Linked DNA regions of Mus musculus: region 2 is linked to region 1. A link is a contact called in public promoter capture Hi-C data. All regions are on one chromosome and are shown on one strand. Each heading gives the region's core, a stretch centred on a gene start, on an enhancer-like site or on the middle of the called end of the contact. The rest is flanking DNA. Distances are from core to core; before and after follow the strand shown. Region 1 holds the start of Tatdn1 (TatD DNase domain containing 1). Region 2 has its middle 48 kb from the start of Gm36617.

Region 1 (3,236 bases), core at 62-2,561:
GCCATAGGCCTCACGTCTCTGGTGTGGAAACTAACTCACGACTAGATTTCTCACAACTCCATATTTAAATACAGTGTCTTGGGAAAATATATTGCTTAAGGTGTCTCTCAGATTTTACTGTATAACCTTAACCACTCTCCTGATTCCACTTTTGAGTGCTCGGAGGATGTCTCTATTTGGATGTCCTTTAACTCACGAATGGACCTAATCTATTAGATCCAGATGGCCTAGGTATTTCTTAACCTGCCATCTTTGGGTCTTCACTTCCCACAACAGGCATGAACAGTCAGTGCTAAATGCTATGCACAACCATCCCATTTCTCTTTTTCTATTCTTTTCCCTGTTTGCAAAACCTGAAATACTTACATTCGTCCCCTTATCTGCCACAAAATCTACAAAACGACTATCAGGGTAACCTCCTCCCTGTCACTTCCCACCCTTAAATAGCAGGGAAAGTCCACAACGACGAGGTTCATACTGAGACTACCCACATCGGTATCCCAGAAGGCAAGACTCTTTCCGTACAACTGGCACTCAAAGATTTGCTGAAAAGCCTTCATTGGAACGCCACTCCCAATAGAAGTGAAATTTAAGTAATCGAGACTTTAGGGTTCCAAGTTATCCTTCCAACCCTGACTCTTACAATGTCCCCCATTTTGAATCCTTGCCGCACTCTCCAGCTGTCGGATGGATCGTGGAACTTGCGAGGCGACACAATTTGCCACCCCCTCCCGTCTGAGGACTCCCGTTTATGTCTAGATGGCCTGTGAGCAGGACTTGGCCACATTCCCGGGACTCAATGTCAAGCCTCCCAGAGTTGTCTGTGGTATGAAGGGATGACTGAGTGAACCGGTACCTTGGAGGGACTGTCAGGCCGGCCATGTAGAAGAGTTCACGAAAGACAGAAGAAAAGTGATTGGCTTGGGGGGCGGTGCTTTTTGAGAGATGGGAGGACTCGGGGACTAGCCCATGCTAGGCGATCAGTCTACGGCTGAAGCACACCCCACACCTATTCCTCTCTTTCCAGTTGAATTAAACACACACAAAAAAAGCACAAGTCACAATGATTCATTGCCCGGGAATGCTCATAAATGAACATGCACTAGGGAAACCATCCTCCAGCAAGAACCAGATCAGTCATTGCCAGCACGCGAGGCCTCCGGGCATCTTCCGTGCCCTGGAAAGGCCATGCCGCGAAAAGGGGACCCGGGACTGTCAGCGAGGCTCACGACCAAGACAAACCTGCCCTTACCCACGAACTTGAAGAGACTCATGACGGCGCGGCAGGCTCCTCCCAGGGAAAAGCGGAAGTGGCTCAGAGCACGCTCGTCCTTCCGGTTCCGCCTCACAACCGCCCGCTTCCGGGTTCCCGGCAGCCCCCGCGGCGGCCGCTGAAGGTGAGCCGGACGCTATGGCGTTCTGCGCTCCCCCGGCCTACCTGACCCACCAGCAGAAGGTGCTGCGGCTGTATAAGCGCGCGCTGCGCCACCTCGAGTCATGGTGTATCCACAGGTGGGGAGAGGGGACCCGGGGCTCGGGGACGGAAGCCGAGGGGCCCCGTGGGCCAGGCTGATCAAGGACTTGGGGGACACAGTGAAGGGAGCCCGCCCTTGAACCCGGGTCCCGATGCAGTCCTCTCTGCTTGATCTGGCGGAGATGATTGTGTGGGGCGCAACCAGGACCCAGCGTAGAAAGTTGCATGAAGAAATAAAAAGTACCTAGGACTGTCATTGTCATGGATCTAAAGCTAACGTTTTTATGACTCTGTCGTCCCTAACCTTAACAGTAATTTGTCCATTATCTTTAGTTTGCAGAGTAACTCAGATATTAGTGATTATTTTAGCCTGATTTTACAGATAAGCAGGCTCATTCTATTCCACCTCCTACGTCATTTTATTTCTTTAACCATTGTTACTAGTCTTCTCGTTAAGTCTCATACGGTGGCATATGTTGGGGGAGACAGATATTCTCCATTACATTATGAGTTTGAGGCTAGGCCAAAAAAAAAAAAATACCCTTCTTACAAACAAACAAACAACAATATAGTGTTAAAACGTGTAGACTTTCATGACCTAAAAGAAATGCAAGGGGCAGTGACAACCGAAGATGTGTAAGTCCCATACCGCTACACTCTTACCCTAAAACCTAATCCCACAAGGAGGACTTCCAAGAAAAAGATGGAAAATCAAGTAACCCTGTAAGACCTGCAGAGGGTAACCCTGGAATCCTAGGATACAAGTTTGTGGTTACATCTCTTTGTTATGCAGGCTGGTGCAGTGTACAATGCTGAACAGTTGCTAGCTTCTTTCCTAAGTTTTTCTTATTTATTTAACAGAATTTGCAATTCAGCGTCCATTCTGGATGGCAAATAAATGACAGTTAACCCTTGATTTTGAGCTGCAATCCCATGGATTAACGGGGAACGTGACGGGGAAACTCAGAAGGAACAGTGTTACTGAAGAAGTTAAGACTTCAAGAATCCAGACAGTGTTATAGTACAGTTGGAGATATTAGGGCTCATATTCATGGAGGGAATAATCAAACTAGCTACTATGACAGCACTAACAGATTTGAAAGCTGACATCTTTTCTTAGTCCTTGTCCGCATCAGTTCCCTTAAAACAAAACAAACAAAAAAACCCGTGTTGATATCACCTGTGTGACAACCTTGCCTTCCTCCTTGTTGGGACAGCACTGCTGGCATGCTAGGCCAGCTGGCCTGTAAACTTGTGGGCATCTGTCACATCCTGTCGTCCTGAGGAGGGGTGCTGGGACCACTGATGTGTGCTCCCATGTCTAGCTTTACGTGGGTTTTAGGACTCCAAACTCGGTCCTAATGCTTGCATGGTACTTTACCTACTGAGCCACATCCCCCTAGCCCTCATTTGTCTTCTAGGACATTCACTGGTTCCGCCTAAGGCTCTGTCTTAGGCACTGTGTCTCCTTAGGATGTCCTCAGTGTTGGTGCTTGAATTAGCTGTATTTCTAGTTGTCTATGAGGTCATCTGCTATCTACTAAACTGAGTTTATCCAAATTCTTTAAAACCAAGCTTTTTTTTTTTTTAATTCCTCATGCTGATTATATTCTCAAATTTCCAGCTAATGACATTACTAGCAATTCAGCTGTCTAGGTGACCTCAAGGGTTCCCTAGTTCCCCTTCTGCCTCTAACACACATCCTCATACATTGGACCTTATTGGACACTGCTTTTTGTAAATTTTTTTTTTTTTTTTTTGG
Region 2 (3,126 bases), core at 209-2,708, 260 kb after region 1:
GATACTGTTGATGATGCTCATTCATGCGTTAGACATGGTTTGATTTGCCACTGGAAAATAAACGCAGGATCATAGTGGGCACAATGGATGCTTCATGCTGGCCTCTCCTGCCTACCCTACTGAGGTGTTGGCTGCCAACTCTAACTCCCTGCCCACTAAGTTGGTCAGCAGGAGGCATCAGTAGCTGGGGTATGGGAGGAGCGTGAGGTAAGGGCGGTGGTTATTCCTCTAGTACCGTCTCTGTTGGCTTGCCAGGGCTGGCTGTGTCTCTTCTAAGGCTACAGTTCCCAGCAAGCTCTGTTTCCATCACTTGCCCTTCAGCCCCACAAGCAGTTACAGCTTTTGTCCATTGCTCTTGGGCAATGCTCTTCGGGAGTCCTTGCTGCCTTTCCTAACTCTGCCCACACCCATAATTCCCGATTTAAACCTTCCTCAGGTACCTAGCTGAATGTCTCACCCTCCTCTTTTAGACAGGGTCTCATGTATCCCAGGCTGGCTTACATTTTGCTTTGGTGACCAAGGTGACCTTGAACTTCTGGCCCTCCTGAGTGCTAGAATGTAAATATGCACCACCACAGGCAGTTTATGATGCCGGGGCTTCATGCACGCAAGGCAAGCACTCTACCACCTGAGCTACCTCTCCAGGCCCCGTTCCGTCTACCTCTTTCCAAGGCCATAATTTTAGGTAAATTAAATCCATCTGTATGTACAATAAGAAAAGATGTTTGCACAAATGTGACTGTCTCAGAGCCTTAGCATTTTATGTCTTTTTTTTCCCCCTGAAAATTTTAAGCTTTTAAAATAATAAGTGGGCACATCTTAGTAAAAAAACACAACAGTTGCTGTGAAGGTCAGATAAGGGGTGGATATAAATGGTGCTTTGGGTCGCAGTGAGTGGGTCCAGGGTGGGGGTGGGGGTGGTGTCAAGGATGTTCACACTGAGACCTGACTCCTCATTTTCTTCAGTTATGGGGTGGCTGCCCTCTAGAGTGAATGTAAAAGTACCATCCCCCACACTGGATCTGTTCATCTCAGAGCACCTGAGTACACAGTCAAGTTCATACCTGCTCTTTCCCATCTCCCACGTTAGCAATTCCAGTCTCCGTACACCCTGCCTTGTCTCCATCCCTGTGTATCCAGTTCCAGAGAGGACCCAGGAAAAGCCAGGGCTATGAGCTTGCAGAGAAACTGCCCTGTTGGTCTCATGGGTCAGTGTCTGTGCCAAATGAAAGGGAAGGCTTCCAAAGGAATGCCTTTTTCTTTTACTTTTTTTTCTGTTTTGAACTTGGCAATGAATTAATCATTGTTTATCGGGGCAGTGCGATCCTTGCTCCCAGCAATGGTGCTAAGACTTAAATCACAGCCCTTCGGGGGTGGGGAGATGTGGAAAGAGCTAGCATAGCTTAAAGCCCTGTTCCTCTAACACAGGAAAAAATCTCCCTGTTTTCAAGTGGCTGGGAGTGGACTCTGGGCTATTTATAACCTGCTGCTGAGCCGAGGCCTTTGTTTCTGCAGCTGGCCTGGGAGATAATCAGTGCAGTTTTTTTTTTTTCTTCTCTAGCCAGGTCTGCAAAACAGACCCCTTCCTCTGACAGTTCACCCCACCCCTTCCATCCAGAGCCTCTGAGCCTACCCTCCCTTGCTTGGCTTCAGTTTCCAAGAAAGTAAAGGGTGTGCTTACAAGCAGAGAGGCCAGTGTATCTCACTCAGCTCAGAGGGGAACACGAAGGCTTGTGACCTGTTGGCAGATGGATCTGTCTAAAATAGGCCTGGGGAATGTCCACATAATTTGGCACAAAGGGCCCTTAGGAGCTATGGGGAAGGGGCACATACCACAGGCTCCATTGCTTCTCTCAGAAGTTGCTCTGGGTAGAAGAACAGGGTCCCAGAAAGGGCAAATTCTAAAGGCTCCTCACATTGGATGTCTTGGCAGGAGAGGAGCAGAGGCCAAGGTTCTCATGTGAGGCGCCAATTACACGAGTCTCAGCCTTGTCTCTTCCCCACAAGGTGGTGACCACAGGCAGTCTCCTTCACAGCTCAGGACCTGCTCCTTATGTATATAATAGGGGTCTAAACTCATGGTGTCTCCTCACTTTTAAATCTTTACTTATGAGTGTGTGGATATGCACACACCTGTGTGTATGCCAATGGAGCGCAGAAGAGGCTGTTAGAGTACCCTGGACCTGCGGTTAGAAGCAGCTCTGAGTCACTTGACATAGGTGCTAAGAATGGAACTCCAGACTTCTGGAAGAGCAGCAAATGCTCTTAACTACTGAACCATCTTCCCCATAGAAACAGAACTTATCTTACAGATATACACCCAATAATGGTTAGAGTGGAGTTGGGGATGGTTGAGGCAGTAAGCCTACCCATTTAGTATCTTCTTGCTTGACCTAATAGGTGACTGGTGACCAGGAACCTAGGATTTCTGAGAGTTTAATCCTAGAGACTCAATGGCTTGGACATTCTAAGATTTGAAACTCATTCATTCTTCACATAAATATTGAGGGAACCCATACCATGGATCAGACTGGCCTGGGCACTGGACATTAAAAGATGAGTAAGAAAACCAATTCCTTGCCTCCTGGGTCTTTCAATCTAACCAGAGAGAAAAAAAAGAGTTAATGGACAAACCATATGTACATGTGCATCAGTTTTACTGAATTCACTGATGGGGTCTTCCCCTACACCCCACCTTCTGCTATTCGAGTCTATTAGAGGAATCCAGAAGGCAAACATATTTGAAAGTAGGGTCTTTTCAGATGTATTTAGTTAAGATGAGCTAATTGCAAAGAGTAGATTGGGCCCTGAATCCAATGTGACTTGTGTCCTTATAAGTGTAATGACTAGTGTTGACTGTCAACTTGACAGGCACTAGAATTACCTGTGAAATGGGTTTCTGGGCTTATCTATGAAGAATTATCTTCATCAAGTTAAATGAAGCGGTAACTGTGGGTGGCACCATGCCCTATGCTCTTGGACTGTACCAGCCTGGAGAAAGCAAGCTGAGCACTCAAGTCCTTGCATCCTACTGCTCTCTTCTGACTGAAGAAGTTACACAACCAGCTGCTTCAAGCTCCTGCTCCCCCGACTCTCTTGTCATAATAGACTGGACCTTTAACTGTA

The links. Promoter capture Hi-C pulls out the DNA fragments that hold promoters and counts their contacts.
Region 2: a promoter capture Hi-C map of liver shows a contact between it and region 1, with 5 times the contacts expected there. The contact joins the enhancer-like site here to the promoter of Tatdn1 in region 1. A contact is called at or near these places in 12 of 39 promoter capture datasets (the C10 cell line, the HPC-7 cell line, cranial neural crest and 8 more), 4 of 15 datasets of contacts at CTCF or cohesin (embryonic stem cells, large pre-B cells and pro-B cells), 13 of 484 Hi-C or Micro-C datasets (B cells, the N1E-115 cell line, bone marrow-derived macrophages and 4 more), 18 of 115 datasets of contacts at active chromatin or transcription factors (the 230-238 cell line, acute myeloid leukemia, bone marrow-derived macrophages and 6 more) and 2 of 9 other capture datasets (adipose tissue and liver).

The regions. Positions count from the first base shown.
Region 1 is chr15:58,932,427-58,935,662 of GRCm38.p6, forward strand. It overlaps Tatdn1 (TatD DNase domain containing 1), which reads right to left and starts at 1,312. Exons shown (of 12, transcript NM_001368428.1): 1 at 1,253-1,312. The coding sequence starts at 1,274. Ndufb9 (NADH:ubiquinone oxidoreductase subunit B9) reads left to right here and starts at 1,375. Exons shown (of 4, transcript NM_023172.4): 1 at 1,375-1,512. The coding sequence starts at 1,412. Gm36559 (a long non-coding RNA gene) reads right to left here and starts at 850. Exons shown (of 2, transcript XR_875364.2): 1 at 1-850.
Region 2 is chr15:59,196,448-59,199,573 of GRCm38.p6, forward strand. No RefSeq gene overlaps it. Among named protein-coding and RNA genes, the nearest start is that of Gm36617, 48 kb to the right of the region's middle. Within about 2 kb of position 1,459, at least 177 of the 459 cell types and tissues checked have an H3K27ac peak or open chromatin away from gene starts, as enhancers often do. A contact at or near this core is called in the N1E-115 cell line, adipose tissue, bone marrow-derived macrophages and 6 more, where this site is marked.